Regions from separate parts of the Strix aluco genome. Here region 2 is linked to region 1. A link is a contact called in public Hi-C data. All regions are on one chromosome and are shown on one strand. The core of a region is the stretch at or near the end of the contact, and the rest is flanking DNA. Distances in the headings are between cores, read along the strand shown. Region 1 holds the start of EIF2B3 (eukaryotic translation initiation factor 2B subunit gamma). Region 2 holds the start of RPS8 (ribosomal protein S8).

Evidence for each region. Hi-C and Micro-C count contacts between places; a contact is called where the count stands out from the background.
Region 2: a Hi-C map of brain shows a contact between it and region 1, with 4 times the contacts expected there. The contact joins the promoter of RPS8 here to the promoter of EIF2B3 in region 1. A contact is called at or near these places in 2 of 2 Hi-C or Micro-C datasets (brain and heart).

Annotation. Positions count from the first base shown.
Region 1 is chr8:11,511,264-11,514,245 of bStrAlu1.hap1, forward strand. It overlaps EIF2B3 (eukaryotic translation initiation factor 2B subunit gamma), which reads left to right and starts at 1,513. Exons shown (of 12, transcript XM_074832179.1): 1 at 1,513-1,637; 2 at 1,858-2,006. The coding sequence starts at 1,859. It overlaps LOC141926447 (E3 ubiquitin-protein ligase HECTD3-like), which reads left to right. Exons shown (of 21, transcript XM_074832178.1): 18 at 159-233; 19 at 521-602; 20 at 710-781; 21 at 957-1,133. The coding sequence ends at 1,041.
Region 2 is chr8:11,690,398-11,693,666 of bStrAlu1.hap1, forward strand. It overlaps RPS8 (ribosomal protein S8), which reads right to left and starts at 1,668. Exons shown (of 6, transcript XM_074832186.1): 1 at 1,528-1,668; 2 at 564-670; 3 at 105-204. The coding sequence starts at 1,531. It overlaps LOC141926849 (small nucleolar RNA SNORD55/SNORD39), which reads right to left and starts at 819; the gene lies at 735-819. LOC141926844 (U5 spliceosomal RNA) reads left to right here and starts at 2,177; the gene lies at 2,177-2,291. LOC141926852 (small nucleolar RNA SNORD46) reads right to left here and starts at 399; the gene lies at 296-399.

The DNA.
Region 1 (2,982 bases), core at 263-2,762:
GCTCAGGGATGCTGGGGGCTCTCAGGGGCTGAGGGCAGAGGGGCTCCTCCTCTCCTGCCTCTGCTCTGGGCTCTCAAGAAGGGCAGAATAGACATGTCACATGTTAATTTGCTTTGCTGCGAGTTTCTAACAAAGCCATTACACATACTTTGTCGCAGTCACGTTTGAGGACTTTTCCTCCGATGACACCTGTATCCAGAACTTCTTGGAGGCACTCAACAACTTCACCAGTGGTGAGTGACCCTAAGACTTTCCCTGCTCTTTATGTGCAGCAGGGTGGGCCAGGGGACAGGGTACCTACTGCCCTGCACCCTGGGGATGCTCACCAGGTTCTTCCCTGGAAGTTGTTGTTCTTCCCTGGAAGTTGTCTGGCCTGACCTTTCCTGAGATGCTGAGAGCATCCCTTAGCTTTGCCCCATGCTCTCGGGATGGTTCTGCACAGACAGACCCTGCTGCGATGGCAGCGACTGGGATGATCCTGTCCCTGTCCCTGAGACCTGAGCCCTGTCCTTCCCCTCAGAGGATCTCAGCCGCTTCCTCAAGTTCGTCACTGGCCGGAGCCGTCTCCCAGTTCAGATCACTGTCTTCCCAGAAAGGTCGAAGTGAGTCCATCCTCCCTGGGCTGGGGTCCCTGCATGGCGCGAGGTCCCTGCACTCTGCTGGGGTCCTGAGTCATGCTGGGGTCTGACTCTCTCTCCTTTCTGCCAAGCTTGAACGCGTTGGACCTGATGCCACAGGCCTCCACATGCTCCTGCAGCTTCTTCTTGCCCAACTATTCCTCGTGAGTTGAGCTGGGGATGCAGGACAGGGATGCTCCCCCCTCCCTTGGGCTGACATTGGGGTCTCCTTCCAGGGGCCCCAGGTTCTGCCCTGGGGGATGTCTGGGTGGGTGCAGGGAGGGAAGCGTGAGGCTCTGGGTGCCCATCACAATCGTGACTCAGCATCCCCCCTGCCAGGGCCAAGGCCTGCGAGGAGCTGCTGCGGTATGCCGTGTACAACTGCGTGTCCATCGACACTGACAAGGAACCCTGGGAAGAATGAGGCCCCCCAGGCACCCCATGCCGTGGGAGCCACCTGCCCAGGGACCCCAGATGCAATAAAATTGCAGGGTGAGATCCTGCCGTCCTGCCCCAGGTCCTGTTTGTGTCCATGCTTCTCGAGGGCTGGGACTGGAGCGTATGTGGCCAGTGCTGCAGCTGGGGGGGCGGCTAGCAGGGCACTGTCTGCTGAGGGCTGCGCCGTCTCGGCGTGCTGTGGGGTGGAGAGCAGGGCGTGCCCGTGGGGCTGGGGGTCCCCAATGCACCCTGAAAACTGCCCCCCCGCACCCCGCGCTGCCTGCAGCCCCACCCCCGGCCGCCTGGGGGCGCTGTGCCGCCGAGCCCCTCCCGCGGCCCGCAGGGATCGATGGACTCGGCGCTCCGCAGCCTGGGATCCCGCCTTCGGTGTTCCTCTCGCTGACCTGGCCGGGAAGAACCGATCGCAGGAAGGCGAGGAGGCGGATCGAGCCTATCTGCGCTCTACCTTCGCTGCCCGCGATCGACCCACTCGGCTCTCCTCGCGCACGCGCAGTGCGCGCCGGCGCCGCCATTGCTGTGCTGTCAGTGAGGCGCTGGGAGCCGGCGGCCGCCAGAGCCGAGGTAACGGCGAGGCGGGGGGAGGCTCGGCGCCTCTGCACGGGTTGTGGGGTCGCGGGGGAGGCGGGGAGCCGACGCACGACTCCGAGAAGTGCTGGTGGCTAAAGTCGGTCCAGGTTGAACCGATCCGGTCTTAGCTCGGCCCGGCTCGGCCTGGCCCGGCTCGGGTCTGCTCGGTTCGGCCGTGGTTGAGTGAGGCCCTGCCCCTGTGCTCCCACTGCAGCATGGAGTTCCAGGCCGTGGTGATGGCGGCGGGGGGCGGTTCCCGTATGACGGACCTGACCTCCAGCATCCCGAAGCCGCTGCTCCCGGTGGGCAGCCGGCCCCTGCTCTGGTACCCGCTGAACCTCCTGGAGCGCGCCGGCTTCGAAGGTGAGGCGCGACGGTGTCTTGGTGTGGGCGTGTAGGTGACATGCTTACCCTGGTCTCTTCAGGCTTCCATGGTCGCCTCCCCCACTCTCGTTTGTCGCCCCCTCTTGTTCTAATCGTCTTGTCGCAGGTGCCCTGTTGGTCGGGGCAGGTGCTGTAGCAGGAGATATCTTCTCTGCACTGGAGCTATGCTGTTGGACCGTGTCACATCCCTTCCTTCACTCTAGGCTGCATCTCTTGTGCCAGCGCCCTCTTCCCCCTCTTCTCCCCTCACCAAGGCTTTTCCTATCTATATGCTTTTCCCAATTTTGATGCCTTTCCCAGTGTTGTTAACCCAGAGTCTCTCACTTGTTTCTTTCTCTGAATCATTAGTGAGAGCAGTGTCAGAAGTGTGTCAGCTCTCCTGGGATATCTCTTGGTTTGTTGTTTTAGTCTGGCCTGAAGTTCAGGGTTACTTGCTGTGTCTGAGGCATTTAGTCCTTGTTGCAGCGTGGAGCCAGGCACTGGGTTTTGGACAGAACAGGGCAGGGGAAGTGGCAGACTTATAATGCTCACCTGTGGGCCTTGGTTCACAGGAGGGCTAAAATGGTATTTAGTACATGGTGAGGTTCTTTAGTATTTTCTGGGTTTAGGGTTTTTTTTTCCCTTTTGAGTGGTGGACATAATCTTTCTGTGGTGTTTTCCTTGCTTCTTATAAAACTTCCTCCTGATACCTTTTGTGTCTCTGTTTTTTCATGTTTGTATTTGTCCTTTAACGTTTTGCTTCTCCTGTGTGACTGTGCAATTATTCTGTACTCCATCCTGACACTGTGGCTTTTCTCCTGACTGCTTCTTCTTTCTGTGAAGATGTAAAGATCAGCTCATGATTATCTATATTAGCCTCTTACTGTTTCAGTGTGAAGGAACAGAATAAAGAGTAAACTTAAGACTCTGCCTTCATTTTGTTTCATTCAGAAATCCATAAGCACTTTTTTCCCTT
Region 2 (3,269 bases), core at 418-2,917, 180 kb after region 1:
CCTACAAGTCCACCATCATCCCTCTACCCTGCAACAGTACTGGGGACCAGCACGGCTGTAAAAGACTTCTCCCTTCCAACACATCAGGCATACGATGTACTTACATTCCGATCCCCAGGAGAAGTTGCCGACATCCAACCGAAGGGCACGGTATTTCTTATTTCCACCACGAACTCTCACTGTATGAATTCGGCGTGGGCCAATCTACAGTCAGAAACAAACACCAGCGTGTTGTTGGTGCTGGAATGCTGCACAGCTCACGCAGGAGCCCAGCTAACTCCTAAGCTCAAAGGCAATGTGGTCAGTGTAACTATGACAAACCCCAGCATCGGCAGATACGGTGAGTGACCAAAACGGTCTGTTGCATCTACCTAAGGTAAAAATTTCATCATTCCAATTGCCTCTTGTTTCAGAAATGTATTGCTGCTTTCTGCAGACAGAGGGAAATACCACCTTTATAAGCCAGAGACTTAACTGCTCACAAAACACAGCACGTTTAAACCTCTAAAACACATGACCAGCAACCCAACACAACTACCGACTGCCTTCCCCAAACCACCCACCTTAGTATTAGCAGGAGGTCGCCCCAACTCATACTTCCTCTTCTTGTGGTAGGGCTTCCTCTTGCCCCCAGTCTTGCGACGCTTATGCCAGTTGTCCCTGGAGATACCTGAGCAGAGAGCAGCCTGGTCAGAGGACGGCAGAGCCCACCTGGCCGTGGCAGGGCACAGTTCTGAGTCCTCAGCTCTCCAAGGTTGGTATCCGCACAGTGCACTCAGCCTTATGCAGCAGTCAGAGAAGCTTCATCATTGAGACTCAGACCCGCCTGGACCTGCTCCCTCCCTCCCAGCAGGGCTGTACAAAGCACACAGAGTCCCTCCATCCCATCCAAGGGTTGTCCCCCCTGGGAGGTGGCCTCCCAACTTAGCTGGCATGCTGGGCACCCCATGGTTAGCGCCCCATCCCAAGCTGCTGGGCACCCCACGGGAAACACCCTACATTATCCTCCGGGTCTGGCAGGCTGCTGGGCCCCCGAGAGACACCCCAACACAAACCCCCTTCTCCTACCCAGCCTGCTGGGCACCCCATCTCCTGCTTCCTCCACAACCCCCCGCCAACGCGCTAGGTACAAGGACTCCCCCCACCCTTCCTGCTGGGTCTGCTGCGAAAGCCGTCCCACCTCGTCCGCAGGATTCATAGCGGGAAAAGCTACCTCCGCAGCCCCCCGAGCACTACGGCCCCACCGCCACGAGAGCCAGGCCAGCGCTCGGGGGCTGCACCAAGGCAACGTGAGGCCAGGCCGTCCGCATCCCGCCTCCCCCCCTCAGCCCTCGCCCGCCGCCATGTTGGGCCTGGGCACCCTCCCCGCCGCCAGCAACTCGGCACCGTCGTGGCCGCCCGCAGTGGCGGGCAGTGCAGGCAGACGGCACCCGCCGCCGTCACCCGGTGAGGGGCAGCGGCGGCGCGGCGAGCGGAGGGCGGCGGATGACGGCGGATGGCGGCTAGGCCCAGCGCGGCCCCACTCACCCATGGTGCAGCACTGGCGCAAAGAGGAATGGGCGGAGCCTCACGGGGCGGTTTGGAGGGGCGAGCTCTCGCGAGGTAGTGACGTCACCGCGCCGCCAGCGCCGGGCGCGTGCCGTTGCCTAGCGACGCGGCGGCCCGGGGGGAGGCGGCGGGTGATGGCGGGGGCCCCCCGCGGCCGAGCCTCAGCGTGTGTCGGGGCAGCGGCGGGCCCGGGCTCCAGCCCAGGAGGGAGGGGAGCGCTGTCGGGGGGCGGCCGGTCGCAGGCCCGTCCTTCCTGCCCCGCGGGTCACCTCGCCAACGCCGCCAGGCAGGGCCCGGAGCCCGGCATCCCGCGGCGGAGCAGCCCCCGCGCCCCGCCCACCGGGGTACGGCCGTGATGGGCGCGGCGGGAGCCTCATTAGCATAGGGCTCATTAGTATTGCTGCTGATTTGTATACCCAGGGTGCACCGCGGCGCGGCGCAGCGCCGTCCCGGCAGCAGATTCCGCCGCTCCCGCGGGGCCGGGGGGTTCGGACGCGCGGCCGGGTCCGGAGAAGAGGGTTAGAACAACGGGGGAGTCGAGGGGCGGGGTGTAGGGTGGTGGCGGGGGTCGCCGTGTACTACAGAGCGACAGCCGGGGGTCGGTAGGTGCGCGGAGGAGAGCTGTGTCATACTCCGGTTTCTCTTCAGATCGTATAAATCTTTCGCCTTTTACTAAAGATTTCCGTGGAGAGGAACAAGCACGAGTGTCGAGAAATTTTTTGAGGCTCCATTTCGGTGGAGCTGCCCATTTCTGGTTAAAAGTAGAGCGATGGGTAGGGATGTAGTCGCCATAGCGGGGCGGTCGAGTTTCCGTCTCCCCGCGGCTGCGCTAGGCTCAGTTTTAGATGAGAGCGCGTTCGCTGAGTCCGGGCCCAGGGGCTCGGCTGCGGGTCTCTACCGAGAGCACCAGGCCCGGCCGGCTGCCCCGGGGATTCCCGAGCCCCGGGCCGTTGTGCTCGGCGGCACGAACGCGGGGGTTGGCGGGGGGGGCCGCTGCTCGGGGCGGGACTGGGCGCCGGCCGGGGGGCGAGTGGTTTCATAGAATCCGGGAATCATCTCGGTTGGAAAAGACCGTGAAGCTCCTCCAGTCCAACCGTGAACCTCACCCTGACCGTTCCCAACTCCACCGGACCCCTCAGCGCTGGGTCAGCCCGACTCTTCAACCCCTCCAGGGATGGGGACTCCACCACCTCCCTGGGCAGCCCATTCCAACGCCCAACAACCCGTTCTGCAAAGAAATACTTCCTGACATCCAGTCTAAACCTGCCCTGGCGCAGCGTGAGGCCGTTCCCTCTTGTCCTGTGGCTCGTTCCTTGGTTCCAGAGGCTCATCCCCAGCTCTCTGCACCCTCCGTTCAGGGAGTTGTGGAGGGCGATGAGGTGCCTCACTTGTCTGTCTCGGGTTTTATTTTCCTCCGTAACTTTCTGTCCCTTTTCCTTACAATTTTGCAAAGTTACTATTATTTCGTTGTAATACGTAACGTAATTTTCGTTGTATTTGTATGGAGTTTCTCCCTGTTCCTCTTCCCGCTCTTCCCCCGGGAAGGGAGCGAGCGAGCGGCCGTGCGGCGCTCAGGGGCCGCCTGGGCTGGCCCCGGGCCGGGGAGCCACAGGCGCTGCCCGGGCGGGGGGCGCAGGGAGCGGCCCCGGGGCCCCTCCGCGCCCCGCCCGGCTCATCAGCAGGAGCGTCATTAGCAGCGGGCTGATTTGCATACCCAGGGT